Linked DNA regions of Sus scrofa: region 2 is linked to region 1. A link is a contact called in public HiChIP or PLAC-seq data. All regions are on one chromosome and are shown on one strand. The core of a region is the stretch at or near the end of the contact, and the rest is flanking DNA. Distances in the headings are between cores, read along the strand shown.

The links. HiChIP or PLAC-seq counts read pairs in DNA pulled down with a chosen protein or histone mark.
Region 2: a contact with region 1 is called in an H3K27ac HiChIP or PLAC-seq map of skeletal muscle, with 5 times the contacts expected there. The contact joins two enhancer-like sites. A contact is called at or near these places in 2 of 47 Hi-C or Micro-C datasets (embryonic fibroblasts and skeletal muscle) and 1 of 2 datasets of contacts at active chromatin or transcription factors (skeletal muscle).

Annotation. Positions count from the first base shown.
Region 1 is chr10:41,718,371-41,724,927 of Sscrofa11.1, forward strand. ZNF438 (zinc finger protein 438) reads right to left here. Exons shown (of 19, transcript XM_021064197.1): 12 at 5,915-6,006. Among named protein-coding and RNA genes, the nearest start is that of ZEB1, 290 kb to the right of the region's middle. Within about 2 kb of position 4,376, at least 25 of the 83 cell types and tissues checked have an H3K27ac peak or open chromatin away from gene starts, as enhancers often do. A contact at or near this core is called in skeletal muscle, where this site is marked.
Region 2 is chr10:42,258,753-42,265,294 of Sscrofa11.1, forward strand. It overlaps LOC102164518 (a long non-coding RNA gene), which reads right to left. Exons shown (of 6, transcript XR_305912.3): 2 at 6,287-6,404; 3 at 5,815-6,109; 4 at 3,203-3,299; 5 at 2,466-2,700; 6 at 82-199. Among named protein-coding and RNA genes, the nearest start is that of ZNF438, 250 kb to the left of the region's middle. Within about 2 kb of position 1,724, at least 69 of the 83 cell types and tissues checked have an H3K27ac peak or open chromatin away from gene starts, as enhancers often do. A contact at or near this core is called in skeletal muscle, where this site is marked.

The DNA.
Region 1 (6,557 bases), core at 3,126-5,625:
AAGCACTTCTTTCCTTTCAGCCTTGGTTCTGGGATCTGTTCTGAGCAGCTGAATTTGACAGAGAGAAGTGGGCTACATTCAAGAATTGCTTCCTCCCTTTCTTTATTAGTTCATTACTGGCTTTAAAAGGAGTGTTGCTCTATTTGTCGTCTACTAAGGCCAAGTGCAAAAATTAATCTAATTGCCTAAGTGCAAGAGATTAAGAACATGACACACATGCAATGATGATGTCACCTTTACAATGGAGGACATACTGCTGTCCATCTCCTCGTAGGGGGATCCCTGCCCCAAGTCAAAACAGGAGTATTGATATAGGAGGTAATTCCAAAAGTATGTCAGCATAGAAGTTCTGTTTGGGTGAAGTCAAAATGGTAACCAAGAAGGAAGTAAATGGAAAAGACAGAGCTAGTTGTAATGGGAAAGGGGGCAGCAAAGTCAGAAGCCTGGAGAAGACAGAGAAACAAGAGATTCTAGGTGAAAATAGGTCCAGGAGTTCAGGCTTTCCTTAGAGTCAGAAAAGTGTCTTTTTTTTTTGCTCTGCTTTTTAGGGCTGCACCTGCAGCATATGGAAGTTCCCAGGCTAGGGATCAAATCGGAGCTGCAGCTGTAGGCCTACGCCACAGCCATGCAGGATCCAAGCCACATCCGTGACCTGTGCTACAGTTCACAGCAATGCTGGATCCCTAACTTGCTGAGCTGGGCCAGGAATCGAACCCACATCCTCATGGAGACTATGTAGGGTTCTTAACCTGCTGAGCCACAACGGGAACTCCAACAGTGTCTTCATCAGAATGCTGATTTCACAGAGAGGGCCAGGCACATGTGGGGACAGGGCAGGGGGTGTGACAGGAAGCTCAGGCTGGAGGGACTTCTAGTTGTGTCATCCTGTTATTTGCGTGGTGGTCACCAGAGCAATCAAATCAAAGTACTTCAGGATCACAGAGACCTTGAAAGTCATTCTTGCCTATATCACCAATTCCAGGTTCAACAGTTCAGTGCTTATAAGAGACTTGAATTTGCATCAGTAGACTTTTCAGGTCTAACCAAAAGCCCTTAAAACTGAAAATTCTCTAACACCCAAATCATATTTTTGCCTTTCCAAGAGAAGATAAGAGAATGGCCGTCTCACCCTCAACGACATGGTGAAACACAGTCACTTCTTCTCAAAAAGCTTCTGGTATAAGGGTAAGAAGGAAGCAAATTTCCATTTCTAGAAAATTCTGACCAGATGCGAATTCCAAATATCATACATGCTCTTTACTTCTGAGACTCAGTACACTTTGGTTTAATAACTAAAATCTATTAGGGAATTTGGGTATGTATATGTGATTTGTCTCAGACTTAATATTGATCAAATAAAATTTAAATTAAAAAATGAAAGAAAGAAAAATACCTCAAAGGAAATAGATGAGGAACTGGCCAACCTGACCACCTTGATAAGTGCTGTTTTTTCACCTCAAATCGTGGAAACTCCCCCTAGAAGCGCTTTTACTATACAGGTGAGAACTTCCAATACAAAGACAGGAGAAAGAGTCTGAAAAAAGAAGATTCTTAAAAAAATGATAGACTCTCAGAGTTGGGGCGTCTTAGAAATCCACTCCCCTCTCCTCCACTCCAGCCCATCTTCCTCCACCACATCCCAGAGGCTGCTCAGCCTCAAAGTGACACTGTCAGAGACAAAGAACCCACTGTCCTCTGTAGCAGCCAGTCTATGTATATGCAGATGTAATTGTCACCAACATACTCCTCAGGATGCTCACTGAAGGGCTCGCTCTCTGTGAAAATCTTTCTGTAACGTCTCCCCATCAATGCTAGGAAGGTCTTCTCCGGGCTCTCTGTCTCCTGTCCCTCTTACACTTGAAAGCACTTCAAGTTAAAGAAACTTGGAATAATAAAGCTGCCAGTTTTCAAGTGTGACCTCTCCCGCTCCACATGGAAATGTTCTTTCCTCTCTAACTCTCCCTCCTCTGGTGCCAGACTAAAGGCTCCACTGGTTGGGAGGATGGTGTGGGGAAGGGAGTCGGAGGGAGTCATCTCATTCCAAATGCACTTGGAGAGTTTAAGGAACAGCAAGAAAGCAACTGTGGCTACAGTCCAATGAGCAAGATGGATTGTAGGAGGAGAAAAAGGCAGCAGGCACAACAGGCAAGGCCTACAAGAACACGCTGAGGCTTACAGATTTATCCTAAGTGTGATGGGTAAACACTGAAGGGCTTCGAACAGAAGAATGATGGTAAGTTTTAACATTAAAAGAAAACAAAACAGGGGGTTCCTGTGGTGGCGCAGTGGTAATGAACCTGACTAGTATCCACGAAGATGCAGGTTTGATCCCTGGCCTGGCTCACTGGGTTAAAGGATCCGGTGTTTCCATGAGCTGTGGTGTAGATCACACATGCAACTCAGAACTGGCGTTGCTGTGGCTGCGGTGTAGACAGCAGCTACAGCTCCAATCCGATCCCTAGCCTGGCAACCATCATATGCAGCAGGTGAGGCCCTAAGAAAAAGAAAAACAAAACAAAAACTCCCAACACTTTTGCTCTGACAGGGAACAGTGACTGGAAGGAGAAAGGGAAGGTGGGTGAGAAGACTGTTACGATTACCTAGGTAACTGAGGATGGTGATTTTAAGATATTAGGGTAGTAGTTGACGACGGGGGGACAGAAGCCAAGGGAGATGTGGGATATATTTTGAAAGGAACACATCCTAACCTTACTGATAGGCTGGAGGTGGGTTAAGAAGGCAAGTGAAAAGTCAATGATGAGTTCTAGTTTTTGGCCCAAGTAACTGAGTGGACCATTTACTGAGCGGAAGAAGGAGGAGGTAGGAAGAGGTTTGCGGAAGGGAGTTGAAAAGCCTACTGCAGATATGCTGAGTTTGAAATGTTTTTTAGACTTTGGAGATGATTTAGAATGGAGATGATGAATAGGCAGACAGAGATAGGAGGCTGTGGCTCATAAGAGGGATCAGGGTAAAGAAATAAATTGGGGAACTACTTAGTATTTCACAGTGAGGGAAAAGAATCTGGAAAAAGCACAGATATATAAGTATAACTGAATTATTTGCTGAAACTAACACAACGTCCTCCATCAATCATATGTCCATTTAAAAAAAGAATGAAAATAAAACAAATAAAAATAAATAAAACACCTAAAATTCCCGATTTTTGGGAGGGGGGGGTGGTGGAAAGAAAGGAATAGGCATTCCTGTTGTGGCTCAATGGGTTAAGGACCTGACATACTGTCCACGAGGATGTGGGTTCAATCCCTGGCCTCACTCAGTGGGTTAAGGATCTGGCATTGCCACAAGCTGTGGTGTAGGTCACAGATGTGGCTTAAATCTGGTGTTGCTGTGGTTGTGGTGTAGGCGGACAGCTGCAGCTCCAATTCAACCCCTACCTAGCCTGGAAACTTCCATATGCCATGGATACAGCGGGTGGGCGGCTGGGAAGAAAGAAGGAAGGGAGGGAGGGAGGAGCTGAGGAGGAAGGATGACATTTAAAATTAGGGATATAGGAGTTCCCGTTGTGGCGCAGGGGAAACAAAGCCAACTAGGAACCATGAGGTTGTGGGTTCGATCCCTGGCCTCGCTCAGTGGATTGAGGATCCAGCATTGCCATGAGCTGTGGTATAAGTCACAGATGTGGCTCTGATCCTGCATTGCTGTGGCTGTGGCATAGGCTGGCAGTCATAGCTCCAATTCGACCCCTAGCCTGGAAACCTCCATATGCTGTGGATGTGGCCCTAAAAAGCAAGAATTAAAAAAATAAAAAATAAAATAAAATTAGGGATATATGAGATCACAGCGAGAGTAACATAGATGACAGCCCGAGACTGAGCCCTGAAGAACGTCAACTTTCAGAGCCTATGAAGAATAGGGGACATCAAAAGAGACTTTGGAAATTTTATGTGTATCTTATGCTTCCAAGTGTAAGAGGGACAGCGAATGAGAGCCACAGAAAGACATAGGTAGAACTGACGAGGAAAAGTTACCCAGAGAGGTTTCTGTCCAGTATAACGAGCACTGTGAGTAAGCTGGCACCACTCTTAGGCTTCCTTCAAAAGCAGCTGGAATTATTTGATATCTACAAACTACAAGATCCATCGCTGGCCATCATAATCTCCTTCAAAAACCACCTTTCAAAGTCACGTGCCACTCCACTTCTGACTCCTGACCTGCTGATGGAGTCTAGAGCTGCGTTTCACGTGCCAGCTGCTCAATTACTCCTGCCCTGGCCCCTGGCATGGGTCCTGGCTTCTGAATCCAAGTTCTCACCCCCACTAACAACTTGGATTGCCCAGTGCTGACCAGGAGGTGCGCTGAGATCATGTTCCCCCGGGCTGCCAAGAGTTCCTGGCGCGTGGTCAAGGCAGCACACAGGGAGTGAGTGTTCCGCAATTAATCAGGTGACAGAGAACAACTGACATGCTCGGGGACCAGAGGATGAGCCAGAGTGAGGCAGCAACGCGGAGCGGGAGACAGCGCTCCAGGCCTGTCACCCCAGGAGAACCTGTTCTGGGTCCCCCAGGGCAATGAGACCTCCTTTCACCCAGAACACTGGAAGTTCTTAAGTTTACCATGTGCATGTGTCCAAGGATGCAGGATTCCCTGGATGCTGGTAACCTTAGGAACCAAAAAGTGGGTTCTGCACGCCCTTGGGGTGGCCTGGGGACATCTGTGTCCCTCTCTGCCACATCTATGATGGAAACTTCAAACTATCCCATAGGTGGTTAACGAGCCTGACTAGTATCCATGAGGATGCAGGTTCGATCCCCAGCCTCACTCAGTGGGTTGGGGGTCTGGCGTGGCTATGGCTGTAGCATAGGCCGGCAGCTACAGCTCCAATTTGACCCTTAGCCTGGGAACCTCCATACACCTCAGTGCAGCCCTAAAAAGACAAAAAAAAAAAAAAAAAAAGGAAAAGATAAAAAGAAAGTGCCTGGTAGTACCTATTAGCTCTTCTCCTTTATACTTTAGGTGACCATAAAATGACAGCCAGTCAGCTGAACGGTAAAGCATGTTTCCAAAGTCTCAAACAACAATTTGAAAGCCCTGCAAGCACAGAAGTAGAATAAAAGGCTCTTTAATTTGTTTTTTGTTTTTTTGAACATGTGAACTATTACATGATCAATGGAGTTGGAACTTGTCCTGAAAAAAAATGCTCCCTCCCTTTTTCTAAACTTTCCTGCCAAGGTTAACACAATTATGCTCCATGATGAAGAAGCAAAGATGTAAATTCTACTGACATGAGATGGATAACATCAATTCTGAATAAGTATCATCAAGCAAAAGAGAATTCTCCAAAATTTTTCTGCAAGAGTCATTCGGGCCCATGTCTGCTGTTTAAAATGTTTATATCCTTTAAGCAGACTGTATTTCTATTTCCCTTTATGAAATTTAACGAAAATCCTTAAAGTTGGCAACAGCAGCAGGAAACCATTTATAAGGCCAGCATGGCTATTTTACTTTTATTAACGAAAAGTTATGTAATAGTTGCGGCAAACTGCAGAGTTCTCTTTTATAGTCTTTTAATATTTATAGAAATTTCAGAGAGTTATACGGCCAGAGTTCATTTTGGAAAGTGAGAGTTTCAATTATCAGACAGCAATCAATTATTCTAGCTCAGCTACCGCAATGGCTATTTAAGAGTTGCGCTCATCTTTATTCATGTTTTTTAACAATAGGTCAACTGTGTCCAGTACTTGACCTAGAAGCTCAAATAGGTGTGACTGAACTGTATACTGACAAAGGTCTCCGCTCCAAACTACTGAGTCACACTGCTGGCCTTTTTGGCTCTAACAGTACATTAAAGAAAAGAAAAGGAAAAGGAAAAAGCAGTGCACTGGGAACCATTTAAGGTTATGCTTGTATTAATAGAAAGAGTTGTACTAAACCGCAAAAAAGAACACACAAGTACCTTAAAGGAATCAGAGAGCAAGCCTGTAACGGAGTTCAAGGAGATGTTCACAGACACCAGGCCAATGTCCAGAAAACGAAATCCCACACCGCCTGTGAACAGAAAACTGAGACTTAGTGTCACATATTTCCCTGCATCTCTAATGGACAGAATCTGGATGCTTCTAGAGGTAATTAACCATTTTGAATTTTCAAACTATTACTCAGAAAAGCTACTTCCAAATTATGATTTTCAAATAAACCTTGATTGCTTTTGGCTTTAAATAAACATTTTTATTTTAGAATAATTTTGAATTTACAGAAGGGTTGAAAAAAATACTACAAAGGTCCTGTGCTCCTTTCACCCAATTCACCCTAAAGTTAACATCTTACACCACCATGGCACGTTTGTCAAAACTAAGAAACAGATGTTGGAATGTTATTATTATCGAAGCTGCAGAATGTATTTGAACTTCACCTGATTTTTTAAGAGTGCCTTTTTTTCAGTTTGAAGATCCAATCCCGGGTACCACTTTGCAAACGATGTTTTTTTAGGGCTTTAAGTTTTGAAATATGCCTAACTCCTGTGTCTTACAATGTTCCCATTATAATTATTAAAGAAAACAAACCTAGAGCTCCCTGGAAAATATGATTTATTGGATATC
Region 2 (6,542 bases), core at 474-2,973, 540 kb after region 1:
CATCTGCTGGCCAACGCCACGGCCACAGGAACACCAAATCCAAGCCAGCAACACTGAATCCTTAACCCACTGAGCGAAGCCAGGGATGGAACCTGCATCCTCATGGATCCTAGTCAGGTTCATTATCACTGAGCCACAATGGGAACTCCCATGGGAAGTCCTTTTTGATGTGTCTTGGAGGACCAAAGACCTTGGAAGCCTGGGGAAGAGATGGTTTCGAGAAGAGAGAGGGAAGGTGGTGAGGTTGACGAAATCTTAACCCATTTTGCAATTTTTGTCCTGGATTGAGCACCTCCCTTGGCTTGGTTTCAGGGGAAGGAGTAATAATTCGTGTGTAACTATGGCTGGAGGTGTGACAGTCACATCCCCTTGGCCTACCTCAGAATTCACCTGCAGAGGTTTTCTAAAGAACCACGAGAGAAGTCAGAAGATGTAGGAGCTGATGCCCTGCCGACAGGATTGGGGGTCAATTCTCAGGCGTGTTCTACGTGATCTCCCAGAGGGCCTCCAGGGGGACTGACTGGGCCCCACTGCCCACAGCAGTAACCTATCCATTCCTGGACCTTGTCCTGCTGAACTTGCAGCGTGCTTCTTGGATCGCCTCTGGGAAAAACTATTCACAGCTCTTGTTTCCGATATTGCTTTGGGAGGAATACAAACTACATAATGAATTTTTCCGTGTTATTCCTAAGACCGATGGGGGAGAAAATGAAGTCCACTGGCTCTCAAAAGCTGCCCACAGACCTAGGATTTATAAACCAGCATCAAAATTTAAAACATCCATACATTCTGACCCAGTAATTCTACTTCAAGAAGTTGACCTTAAGAAAACTAACAGGCTAGGTGCAAAAAATGTAGGTAGAAGGATGTCTGTCGCCATGTAGAAGAGTAAAAAATTGTAAAGAAATTTAAATTTCCAGCAACACCAAATTGGCTAATAAATTATAGTAATCCTATGTTGCCCTTAGAAATAATAATACAGAGTTTTCTCTATCTTTCCAGGTCTGTGGTGAGTTAAGTGAAAATGCAGGCGACAAACATCATATGCACCATAATTTTTGTAACTAGTACACCCCTAGGTGTGGGCATAATTTGGAAGAATGATAACAAAATGTTAACAGTGGTCCGTTATTTTGGGGTGGAAAGATGGGGAGGGTGTAGATCAGATTGTGTTCAGTTCCTTCTTTTCATCTTTTTGAATTAAAAAAAGAAATTACACTTTTTTAAAAGGTTAGTACAACCTTTACAACTTCTTTAAAAATTGTAAAAAGAAGTCAGGGGCCTCAGCCACGTAGAACTGAATTCCACAGCCAACACGCCTGTCCTCCCAACAGGAGCTACTGGTCTCACCAGCTAGGGCGCTGGAACAGACCCACAGAAGGGAACCGTCCCACCCAGCCCGGGCCAACACTGGGCAGCGGCTGTTCTAAGCGAGTCAGCAGATCTGGCTGCTAACTGGCAGCCAGGGGAGAGCCCCGCGCATCACGTGTCCTGCCTGTGTGGCCCCGTCTGACTCAGAAGAAAAGCGCGCGGCCCTGCATCCAGGTTTGGGGGTCGCATGTCGAGCTCGGTCGCGCGCCCTCTCCCTGCAGATCCCCCCCATACCCGCCCGCCTGGACCCCCAGCTGGCACTCAGTAGGTCACTTTCCCATGTGCTGCACGTTCAAGAGTTCGCTATTCCCACGGGAAGAGCTCGTTGCCATGGCGATGAGAGCCTTCCCACCCCGGGACCCGCCCAGGAGGCCGAATCCTTCCCCGCCCGGCCTCCTGACCAGCCCCGCCAGGTGGAGAGGGTTGCAGGCTCCAGATTCTTAAGGGCTGGGGTCAGTAATGAAGGACCCAGGTCAGAGGGAAGGGAAGGGAGGTTTTTATTACAAGCCTTCTGGCCACTCTGCCCTTTGCTCCCCGCACCAGAGGCAAATGTCCTATCTGATTCTGGGGCATTTGGGTGGAGACGTCGGCCGCTTTCCCTCTCAGCGTCTTCCAAGAACGCCAGGGCATCTGTTAAAGTTTCTGGAATGCAGCACACTGGAATGAAGCTTTAACCCAGCAGCCCCGAACTAAAAGTCCGTGAGGGGTCGGGGTAGGAGGAGGGGGTATCGACCTGTTCGCGCCCCCACCCCCCCCCACCCCGCCTCGGGTGGGTAGCAGGGAGGAGGGGCTTCCTGTGTCGCACTGTAGCACTGTGTGGGCCAGGGCGATCAAGGGCGGAGTCGGTGGAAAAGGAGGGGGATGTTTGGGGGCGGGATGGGGCGGGGGGGGGGGGGGGGGGAATGTCTGAAGCTCGGCCACACCCAGCGGGAGGCGGTGCTCGAGACCTAGACCGAGGGAGGTGGGGAAGAGGGAGGGAGGTCACTGGCGCCTGCTCACTGGGGCCCCGCCCCACCACCCTGGCCACGCCCACTCCCCCAATTTCCCGGGGCTCCCCGGGTGCAGGAGGAGGAACCAAGTCTCCCGTTACTCACCACAGGTGGCTGCACAGGGGAAAGCTCCAAGCATATCACTGACTGGCTTGGAAAGTCTTTCATCTCTGCAACAGCAGCAGCAGCAACAGCTCTTGGATTAACTGTGTCTCCTGACTTTTGCGCCTCCAGCCATCACCACGCTGCAGATCCCTGGATGCCTGCTGGCTCCTATCGAGGGGTACCCCCTTTCCCTCGCCTTCTTCCCTCCTCCTGCTGCCTCCCCCGTGCCTTAAGCCTGGGGGACGAGGGATCACAATGAACCTTAGATTTTCCCAAGAGTTTTTTTTCTCCAGGCTCTCTGTGTACCCTCTCCCCGCACCCCACATCTTGTATTTTCCTTCACCTACCCTCTCCCTCACTTTAGGTCTATATATACCCACAGGCCTCTCCCCTCCCCTTCCATCACCAGGCCAGTGAGTCAGCTCACCCAAGAGGCAAGTGCCAGCGCAGTGGGACAGCTGCCCACTGGGCCCAGAAGAGAAAGGTTTCAGGGGCAGCAGGCCTCGTGCAAATAGTGCTTTTGACAACTCCAGGCATCGAGTTTCACGAGTAAGCCAAATGTAGAAAGGATTAGCTGTTTCGCCCAATAAGCCCACATCTGTAGTTACATTCTAACAGGGATAAAATTACCCTGGTTATTAATCCTTCTGCTTTAGGGAATAAGCTGATCACCAGGCAGGGTCAGGAACAAAACCCTGCCTCCGCTCCTGCCAGCCTCCCCTCACCCCCATCCTTACCTGCTCCACCTCTTACGGTGTATGGTTTCCCATTTCAGTCTGGACACCAAGTTCAAGGCCACCACCTGAGGTGCCTCTGAGATGGGACAGCTGCCGTCTGTGGTAGGGGGGACATCCATTCAGTCACATAAGTATGCATGCAGAATCTACTGGGAGCAAGACGTCATGGGTCTCCACTGCGGCAGAACCAAAGATGATTCTTGCACCGCCCCTGTCTTTTTCAAGCCCAGAAAAAGCTGAAGTGGTTGGTCAGAAACTGTATGTGGTTTCTGGGACTTCCTGCCCTGAGGCGCCCCAGGTGTATCCGATGGCCTCGGGGACTGCAGTTGGGGTGTGGGCAGTATTTCCTAGCCTGCTGCCAGGGAGCAATGGAGCCATTTCCTCGAGCATCCATGGGTGTGACCTCTCCCTCCAGGACCAGCAGGAGAGGCGAGCTGTGTTTCCTTCTCTGGTCTGTTCTATTTATTTATTTATTTAGTCTTTTTACCTTTTCTAGGGCTGCTTCCCGCGGTATATGGAGGTTCCCAGGCTAGGGGTCTAATTGGAGCTGAAGCCACTGGCTTACGCCAGAGCCACAGCAACACGGGATCCGAGTCGCATCTGCAACCTACACCACAGGTCACAGCAGCACCGGATCCTTAACCCACTGAGCAAGGCCAGGGATTGAACCCAAAACCTCATGGTTCCTAGTTGGATTTGTTAAACAACCCTGGTCAGTTCTCTTTAGATCTCATATCTGCAGGCACTAGACACTTCCAGATTTTCCCTGGGTGGGACTGACAGGAGAGAAGTAGGTTGAGAGCCAGGGTGATCAACAGGCCTGAAACTGCAACACACAAAAAAGTGACATCCCTAAGGGGCCATGTTCCCCAGTCACTTCAGCCCTTGACCAAGTACCTGCTGACTGACCAAGTGACCCAGCACTCAAACTGGGACCTCTGAATAATGAAGAGGTGTCATCCATGAAAAGACAGGTGCTGGGCATTGCTGATGATTAGAGAAATGCAAATCAAAACTATAATCAGATACCACCTCACACTGATCAAAATGGCCATAATTAAAATAAAAAGTCTACAGGGGTTCTCTTGTGGCACAGTAAGTTAAGGATCCGGAGTTGTCACTGCAGTGGCTTGGGTTGCTGCTGTGGCACAGGTTTCGTCCCTGGCTTGGGAATTTCCACATGCTGAAGGTACAGACAAAAAAAAAAGAAAAAGTCTCTACAAATAGCAAGTGCTGGAGAGGGTGTGGAGACAAGGGATCCCACCTACACTGTTGGAAAGAATGTAAATTGGTGCAGCTACTATGAAGAACAGCATGGAAGTTCCTCAAAAAAAAAAAAGGGGAGTTCCCGTCGTGGTTCAGCAGAAATGAATCCGCTCATGGACTAGCTTCCATGAGGATGCAGGTTCAATACCTGGCCTTGCTCGGTGGGTTAAGGATCCAGGCTTGCAGTGAGCTGTGGTATAGATTGCAGATGTGGCTCAGATCTGGTGTTGCTGTGGCTGTGGCGTAGGCCAGTGGCTACAGCTCCAATTTGACCCCTAGCCTGGGAGCGTCCATATGCCACGAGTACAACCCTAAAAAGACAAAAAACAAAAACAGAAACAAAAAAACTAAAAATGGAGTTGACGTAAGATCCACCAATCCCACTCCTGGGTATATATCCTGACAAAACCGTAACTTGAAAAGATACATGCACCCCAATGTTCATAGCAGCACTATTCACAATAGCCAAAACATGGAAACAACCTAAATATCCACCAATAGATGAATGGATGATAAATATATGGTACATATACACGGTGGAATACTACTGAGCCATAAAAAAGAATGAAATAATGCCATTTGCATCAACATGGACGGATTTAGAGATTATCACATTAAGTGAAGTCAAAGAAAAGCAAATGTCATATGATACCACTTATATGTGAAATCTAATAAAAATGATACAAAAGAGCTTATTTATAAAACAGATACAAATGCAGATTTCAAAATTAAATTTATGATTACCAAAGGGGAAACTGGGGGGGGGAGGGGTAAATTGGGGGATGGGATTTCCATATACACACTACTATGTGGAGAATAGATAACTGACAAGGACCTGCTGTACCGCACAGAGAAATCTACTCAATATTCTGTAATAACCCATGGGGAAAAAAAAGAATGGAGACTATATATGTTTAACTGATTCGCTTTGCTGTACACCTGAAACCAGCACAACATTGTAAGTTAACTACATGCCAATAAATTTTTTTAAATAGTATATATACATATATATACATAGCTGAATCACTTTGCTGTGTAATAAAATGAACACAACATTGTAAATCAACTATACATCAATTAAAATTTAAAAAAACATAAGAACCAACACATAGACACATGTACACAGAAAGAAAGGAAAGAGGTTCCATGGATAATTACATAGAACTTTCCTGAGCAAACTAGGATGTGTTCACCTCCCCCCAGGATCATCTCCCCTGGGAAGGGCCATGACAAGGACACCACTGAGACACAATAGTGTGTCAGCTCCTCCCTGATGACTTCCCTGTGTCCCCATCTGTGGGCAGGTCTCCACCTGCCTCAGCCCTGCCCTCTCCTCTGCCGCGTACCTGAGTGCCTGTATTTCCACTCTCCAGAGTTGGAAGAGCCCAACAATCTGGTTTTTGTTTTGTTTTGTTTTTATTGGTGCTGGGTCCAGGATCCTGGTAGATAAGGAAGACTGTCATCAACTGCGCTCACTAAGTGAATAAATCTGGATTGATCCCAGTGCACAGTGATGCTGTCTACCCTTGACCGCCTCGCCGCATCCCTCTGCTGTTTTGTTGGCTTTCTCATTCCACATGGTAGCATTCCAAACCTTCTGTGGCCGGAGTCCCCATCCGCCCCCGATTCCTGGCAGAGACCCTAAGGTCCCCAGAGAACAAAAGACAAAAACAAAACAAGCCTGAGATATGAACCCGTCATACTTTCTAAAGCCCCTTCCACCTCCAAGCTTCATGGATGGATGGACCCCCCTCTTCAGGGAAGAATGTCCTTCCTTTGCTCCATCTGTGGTCCCCACTGGGGCACCTGCTTACTTACCTATGGCCTCCTCCCCAAGGCCTCGCCACAATCTGCTGACCCTGGAGGGTCAGTCCAGTCTCTCTCTTGTGGCTGCAGCCTCAGCCCTGTTTCCCCACATACTGAAGAGCCCAAGGACCTGGAGGGGCCAGGAAAAGAATGAGGCAGATGTGGAGGAGACCTGAGAGCAACACAGATTCTGGAACATTCTAGAAGTTCTTAAGGTCCAGCCATGTTTTTCTTCTTTTTCTAGCCACACCTATGGCATTTGTTTTTG